Regions from separate parts of the Gossypium hirsutum genome. Here region 2 is linked to region 1. The links are chromatin contacts, called in public Hi-C maps. All regions are on one chromosome and are shown on one strand. Each heading gives the region's core, a stretch centred on a gene start, on an enhancer-like site or on the middle of the called end of the contact. The rest is flanking DNA. Distances are from core to core; before and after follow the strand shown. Region 1 holds the start of LOC107936203 (formate--tetrahydrofolate ligase). Region 2 has its middle 15 kb from the start of LOC107927614.

Region 1 (3,923 bases), core at 436-2,935:
TTCCATATCCATGTCAAATAGTGAAGAGTTGTAATCCCTTGACAATAACTTGCAAAAGGAGAATAGGAAACCATAAAAAACCAAACTTTCATCTAGTAAGTTGACTATGTAGACTTGTAAATGAATATTTCACAACATAGCTCAACTATCATCGTAGATCAGGAATAGTTAAAAAGTCGAAATAATGCAATAATTCTCGGATTTGAAATCTTTTAACATTAAATTTATATATGAGGAGATTGAAAAAGACATTTCCAATCATACGGACAGCTCATAGCTTCAATCATTGAAATTGCTTAACAGACTAATTTATAAATAAGCAATTCAAAGCATCAGGAATCATGGAACTCCATTGGTCTGCCAGTATCAAGCGACCCTAAAATATATTTCTTTTATCAAAACATGCCTGCCAGTATTCAGAGCTACGTTTAACAAAATAAGAAATTCTAAAGTCCAAAAAAAGAAGTCAAGAACAAAATAGAAATCCCTCCATAAGTAAAATGAATTATCCTGTATCATGGCAAGCGCCAGAGCGACACGATATTATTTAGTATTTGCCTATGTAGAATAATTTCAGTATATCTAAAAGTGAAAATGAATACCTTTCTATCAAGATAAGCACCCAAAGCTTGACACAAACCAACTGTAGTAGTGGACTTGCCTTCTCCAAGAGGAGTTGGAGTAATCCCTCCAACCACGACATAGTATCCATTGTCGGAGGATTCAAGCTCATCGAGTACAGGTAACAACACCTATAGACCAAATCAACCAAGTAATTCAAATTCAAATCTGAACTCAGCGGCCAATATAAACAAGGGAAAAGCATATCAGAAAAATGGCTTTCTCTAGTACTTTTACACCGCTTGAATATCCATTCAACACACTTCCATCTCTACTAAGTCAAAAATCAAGAAGCTAAGAATTTAACACCAGAAGAAAAAAAAAAAGAGTTAACCTTTTCTCATCCTTTTCATTTCCTGCATTATCTTTGAAACAAAACAACATATCTCAAGTCTGGGATTTCAAGGAATTCAACAAGGAAAGAGAAAAGCTTCCCTTTTGGCAGATGAGGCAATGCCCAGAAGAAAACATAGAAAAAGACAGATTTTGCTGATCTTACTATTCAATTTTCTACTTTTTTAACAGCTTTTTTTCAATATCGAAATCCAAACACGAAACGATTAAATCGATCATTAAAGAACACAAATAAATCAAAATCCAATAACCAAAAATAAACAAAGAAAGGGAGTGAAAAGGAAAAGAAAAAACCTTGGCTTTGTATTTGCCATAAAGATCATAATGGTTGGGACTGAGGTTAAGGTCCTTAGCAATCTCAGAAATATGAAATGGTTCAACAGAGTTTGCAATATCTATGTCTGCCGGCACTGGTGATACCACTTCCAACTTCCTTACACTCCTTGACGAACTCATTCTTTTTGGTCTAAATTTTAGCTGATTTTTGGTGGATCTGTTTCTTTAAAATTCAACAATTTGCCTTCTACAACATTAAAAAAAACAAAGCAACAAAAGTCTAAAAACATATGGGAGTGCGTGCGTGCGTTCGTTTTTTCTTATCTAATCTGAGGTGGCAAATAAGAAGGGAGTGGGGAGAGATGCTAATGTTACCATGCAATGTAATTGCTGTGATTAGTACAACCGATGGGTCCGACCTTAGACAGCATCAATTTAACCTGGTTTGCGGATAAGTAGAATCAAATATAAGTTTGAAGGTATATTAATTTTTAGATTTTGGTTTCAATCGAGAAAATTTATTAATTATCTTCATATTTTATTCACCAAAAAATTAATATAATATTTCTTAACTTGATAAGTCTCTAAAAAGGAATTATTTTCAACTATAATCCATGTCAAATGAGCTTTTTTTTAATACAGAAGAATAATGCTTATATCAACATACACAGATATACAAAATATTGAATAGACACAAAACGTTTTCATTTTCCATATAAGCAAACTAAAAGCTTTTTTTCTTCTCCTTTTCCCATTTCAATCTCTTTCTGTACATTATCATTTGAAGCTGAACCCAGAGACTCTTCAGCCATTGAAGTAAACAATTTTCAGTTCAAAAAAGAATGCAATCCCAATGTATGTTTTCACCACTTTTGGCCAATTCATCTACATTTGAATCAAGCTTTAGTAACTCTGGTTTTAACAATCTTAACCTAAACCTTTCACTATAACATATCATATATATGCATATATATTATCTGCAACGGTAAAAAATAATGGCGATGAAGAGAGGGTGATAACCTAATCCTGAGTTACAAAGGTGTGTCCAGTGTGGTCTTAAATCATCCTCCACGGTTGATCAGAACGATAACCTTTTAAGCTTCTAGGCGCTCGCATCTCCGGATTATGATCAAATGTACACGGAGGGGCATTGGTCCTAAGTTGAACATCTTTGTCAAATATATGTTTTCAAGTGTCCTCTACGAAAATTTTGAAAATGAAATCCCGAAAGCGTTTTGAGTATTGCTTTGGATCAACAGCTGAAATTGAAGTTGGATCATATTGCATTGATTTATATGCATGCTCAAGCTTCTTGGTAATATCGTAGTCTTGTAGAATATCGATTATACCAAAAAAGAGGATAACATCATAGAATACACCAGTTGGTTCTCCGATAAGCTGGGTTTCACATTCAGGTTTCCTCACAGTCTTTTCGATCCGAGCAGGCATGCTAATACCTAATCGAATGGAAGACCCCCTGCATTGTCAATTTGGACTATCATCAGTAAATTAAATTGTTATCACTTCATATAAACATCATATTAACTTTTCTTAGATCGAATACTTCTCATGGCCATGTGAAACAATTCAGAAATGTGCTGGACACAAGTACTTCAAGAAAAATGAATAGTTGGAAATAACATAAATTTCAGTGTTCATAAAGTGGGGAAACAGCGATGATGCCTGCTTAGACATATGCCAAGGTATGAAGTACTCTTGAAAACATAAATGAGCATCCAAAAACAAGAACATTCATCGTACCCTGAGGGCTCGCTATCAAGCTGATCCTGTCCTGTTTGAGATAGCCGAGGAACTTCTTCATTTTCATGGTCTGCATTTCCTGCAAGTAAATCCAAGAACATATCTTTACTCATTTAAGCAGCCGTTGATATCAAAGTCACAAAACATTTTAATACCAGAGATCACTAGAAATAACCAGTAGGTGTAACAGCTCCAGAAGCAAGAGGTGTAGGAACTTCTCGAAAGTGAAAACCAACCAACAGACTGTAGTCCATAATTCTCTCTTGTTCAAGTAAGTCACAATCTCTATCAACTTGCCTGCACGAAGGGAAACTTGGATCAGAAAAGAAAAATCAAAAGTTCCATGCTTATCATCCCAAAAGTTTTGAAGGCCTTATCGATCTCAAATCTATGCAATATCCTACAATGGTTTGGTCTTTGCCAAATGCAGCTTAATATGATATAATTTTCTATAAAACTCAGAAACGAACCCATATGTGACATTCACACCTGAGTCCAAGTAATATAGGTTGCAAGAAATGAAGATACCTTAAAAAGAAAGAGGATATTAGAAAATATGATCACCTGCAAAACTCTTCGAACCACGTTTTCTCTAACCGAAACAGATAATTGAGATCAAGGTCTTTGAGGGTTGTAGACGGATCAATTTCTGATTCAGGTTTAGAAGTTGTGCGACCATGGGAAGAACCTTTCAAGTCAAAGCGCCTATGAATGGTATAGTGAGTACATAACAGATTCCCCATTATAACAAACCGTACCTGACTCATTGATTCAAAATGAATAATGTATGAGATTGGTTTCTGAAACTTCATGACTGAGATGAATTATTTATGTTTGAAGTTAAAGTTTTGTAACGTTGACATTACCTTCTTCTGAGCTGTCCCGGTTAATTTCACACAATGAAGACCATA
Region 2 (3,923 bases), core at 856-3,355, 77 kb after region 1:
TAATATATTTTTTAGATTACGACATTATGATGATGTCATCGTGTCATGTGTCACAATATTATTTTACCACTTGTCTCAGATTTAATGACGTTAAAAAAAAGTACCAAATTGGACATATTAATTTATGTACTTTTTCTTAGAACATATTAGTCTTCAAGCTTGGATTTTGTTAAATAATTTAACTTTCTTTAATCATATAAAAACAAGAAAATATAAAAATTTTATAAAACAAAGAAATTTATAACATTATAAAGAATTATAAAAAATTTAAAAAAATTATGGAATTATAAAAATTAGTAAAAAAAATTGTATCCATAATGAAATTGGACAAATAGATGCTTAAGTTTTTATGAATATGCGTGTCTTTTTGTCCAAATTCATTTTGGACTAAAATTTTTAAATAATTTTATATTTTTAATTTTAAAAAATAATGATTTCAAAATAAATTCTCAAATTCTCAAATTTTAAAATTTAATTTTGTTTTTTTTTTAAATTTTGGTGGAATGAACTTGGATGTGCATTTAACTAGGTTGATTTTGAATATGAATTTTTCTAATAAATTTTACATTAATTTTTTTTCTAATTTCAATTTTTGAAGAGAAATAGTTTTTTAGTTTTTTTTTAATATTTTATGCATTATTAGATTTAGTTCATGTGTCCTTATATTCACATTTTGTCTTTGTTATAAATTTTTTGAAACTATTTTTATTGGTTGAGTCTTAACTCAGTTGACATCGTATTGTTACTAACACAAAATGATATGGGTTCGAACGCATTGAAATGCGTTTATTTTCCTATTTAAAATTCTGAAGATTATTTCACTATAGGACACTTGCCAACTTCACTTAACAGCTTCTTAACTTGCTTGTGGAGTCTAAAAATTGTACTGATAATTTATCAAATATTATTACATATATATATTGTATCATATTTCATTTTAGTTTAAATAACGTATGATATTTTGATCCTATTATATGTGTAATCTACTATTTTGACATTTTTTTTCATAATTTTTAAATTTATTGCTTTTAAATATTTTTTGGATTTTTTGCAACATTTTAATATATGTTTTTATGATTTTCATAATTTTTAGGTTTTAGAGTAAAAAAGCCTTTAGTAAAAAATTGAAAAAAAATAATTGAGCCCTTAAAAAAAATCCACCCTATTAAGTCCTTAATGACAAAAAAAAACCAATTAAACTCTTCTGTTAATAGAAATCATTAGTTGATCAGTTTGACTGCTTGGTTGACAGCACCCACTAGGAGATGACACGTGGCATATATATTAATTGTAAAAAATAGTAAATAATTTTTAAAATTTCTAAAAAAACTAAAATCATTTTTCATATATTTAATTTTTTATTAATAAATTTTATATATTCGATTTTTAAAAATTCAAATTAAAAAATTGAATTAATTATTTTTTATATTCAAATTTTGTATATATAAATTATTGTTAGAAATTATTGGAATTTTTATATATAATATAAAACTATTCAAATATATAATTATTTTTTGCACAAGTATTTTTGGGTTAATGTGCAAATTTGCATACATAGTTTACTTTGATTGATATTTATCACTGGTAAATTTACCACTATATTTTAATTCTACATTGAATTTTGTCTCTTTTCTCTTGTTTAATTCAATTTCACCACTAAATTTAGATTTTTTTTGTTGAAATTTGCAATTCATATTTAATTTCAAATAATTTGAATAAAAATTAATAATCTTATACTTAATATTTAACAATAATAAGTTAATTATACAATATTAAAATTAATAAAAATAAGTACTCTATAAAAATATATTTATTTTTTGGTATATGTAGGTTTTTAGTTTCAGGTATTTATTTCATTATATAGAATTTCTAACTTAATTTATTAATTTTGAAATATGTATAAATTAAATTATTGTTAGTTATTAAAATAAGAATATTTGAAAGAAATTTTTCTTAAGCATATTTACAAATCATCAAAAATAATATTAGGGTTTGCGCAGCCACTGGTGTAGTCGAAAAAGAAGGCGATGGTAGGGATTTTGGGGTAGGCAAAAGCGGTTTGCTATTGCCCATGGAAGGCTTAAGAGACCCCTTCTCATGCAATTGGGCCAAGCCGATGGCAACCTCCAACTCCGTGGGCTTATGAATCAACACTGTTGTTTTAATACATGGTGTGATTGGTGATGGCCTCAAAACGGGATCTGTATTCACTCACAGTAGAGAGCTGCTGATGCTTTGCGAGCTGGCCCTCCGGAGACTCCAGATCTTTCAATCGGAAGCGTTTGATGAGCGCCTCAATGAAATGCGTTCACCCAGTCAGCTGTTTATTTCGATACCTCCAATCGTACCACTCGGCGGTGGTGTCATCAAGATAAAAAGAAGTAATGGTGAGTCGGTCGTGCTCCTTAATATTGTAAAAAGCAAAATACCGATCAGCCTGCAAAACCCATCGATCAGGATTTGAGCTAGAATATATTTCTCAGGGAAGTTGTTCAATAAGCATCTGCTATCTTATATTCCTTAGCCCCTGCTGACCAGAACCCCATGACAAAATCAGTATAGTTCTTAGGAATTCTCCTCTGACGTGTATTTCTTCCCAGCTTCTCCTTCTTCCTGACCATTCACAACAAAACCCTATGTTATGTATTTATGATTCGGTGACTCAAAACTCGGATGAGGTTCAGATCACCTACTTACGACCCAATACGACTTTATCAATGAGATGTGTGTAGGTCTCGTAGAGGGAGTTCGTCAGGAGAGCTAGGAAGGATGGTTGGTAGTCCCAGTTCACATGTACCAAAAAATTTCGCAAGCAAAGACCACGAAATGTAGTAAACAGAAAGAACAGTACATATGTCTAGTATGCCTAAAATCTGCTCAAAACATGAGTTCATGATCAGTGAAGTCAATTTCATAAATAGTAACAATATGAAAAAAATATCTGATTGCTCCCTTCAATAAGAAAAAAAAGTTAGTCAAAGGCCCTACGCTCCAAATCTCCAATAAAATTGCTTATATTTTTTTCTTGGAACTTTGAAAATTTTGTAGCATCAAAAGAAAAAGACAAGACAGACCACTTCACAAAAGGACTAAAAAGATAATAATGGAAAAGCTCCTGTGCTTTTAACTTAGATTTCCCTGTTCTTCAATCAATTTTTTCTGCCCATACAATATTTCCAGTTCATCTGATCTCGTTCAAGATACTAATTGACTTGTGACCTGCACAATCTAAGTTAAATACAATATGAAAAATAATAGGAAAATCAAATAAATATATAAATCATGTCTTAAAATTATAAAAGTGGATTTTCTTTTGGGTGAATTGTAAGAAAAGAATAAAACCTTAATAGAAATGTTACTCAAATCTAAGTTACATCTAAGATGGTGAGCATCCTAATAATCGAGTTAACACACGGAACATCCTAATATATATTTTCGTTGTTCTTTCTCTCTCTCACCTGTCTTTTATAAGGAAGACTGCATAGCACCTTATTCATTTTGAATTCTATCATGGCTTCTGTTCAATTTTTTACAACCTTTCATAATTTTGAATTCTTTTATGGGATCCTCTCGCATTTTTATTAATTGGTTATAATTTTATAAATCATTAAATTTTTTTATTTTTTAATATTTAAATTTTTATAACATTTTTAATAGTTTTTATAATTTTTTTAAAAATAATAATTTTGTACTCATCTTAAATGAATTTGGATAGTTGTTAAGATTCAAATGAATCTAAACAAATAGTTATCCAGATTCATTTTGGATGTACACATAATTAATTTTTATTTTTTGTTTACATATCGTGCCATATCAACATATAATTTTTTAAAGTTTTACCAACATAATATTATATGTCAATATGTCACATCTACATCATTTATCATGACAACAAAAATAACAGTTAAACTAATTAATTAATG

The links. A called contact is a pair of places that touch in the nucleus more often than the background predicts.
Region 2: a contact with region 1 is called in a Hi-C map of leaf, with 2.4 times the contacts expected there. The contact joins the enhancer-like site here to the promoter of LOC107936203 in region 1. A contact is called at or near these places in 2 of 34 Hi-C or Micro-C datasets (hypocotyl and leaf).

Annotation. Positions count from the first base shown.
Region 1 is chrD04:2,428,557-2,432,479 of Gossypium_hirsutum_v2.1, forward strand. LOC107936203 (formate--tetrahydrofolate ligase) reads right to left here and starts at 1,686. Exons shown (of 5, transcript XM_016868885.2): 1 at 1,270-1,686; 2 at 603-752. The coding sequence starts at 1,431. LOC107936192 (phosphatidylinositol 4-phosphate 5-kinase 6) reads right to left here. Exons shown (of 10, transcript XR_005912325.1): 5 at 3,879-3,923; 6 at 3,577-3,770; 7 at 3,188-3,309; 8 at 3,013-3,091; 9 at 2,272-2,728; 10 at 1,440-1,691.
Region 2 is chrD04:2,505,621-2,509,543 of Gossypium_hirsutum_v2.1, forward strand. No RefSeq gene overlaps it. Among protein-coding and RNA genes, the nearest start is that of LOC107927614, 15 kb to the left of the region's middle. Within about 2 kb of position 2,106, at least 7 of the 9 cell types and tissues checked have an H3K27ac peak or open chromatin away from gene starts, as enhancers often do. A contact at or near this core is called in hypocotyl and leaf, where this site is marked.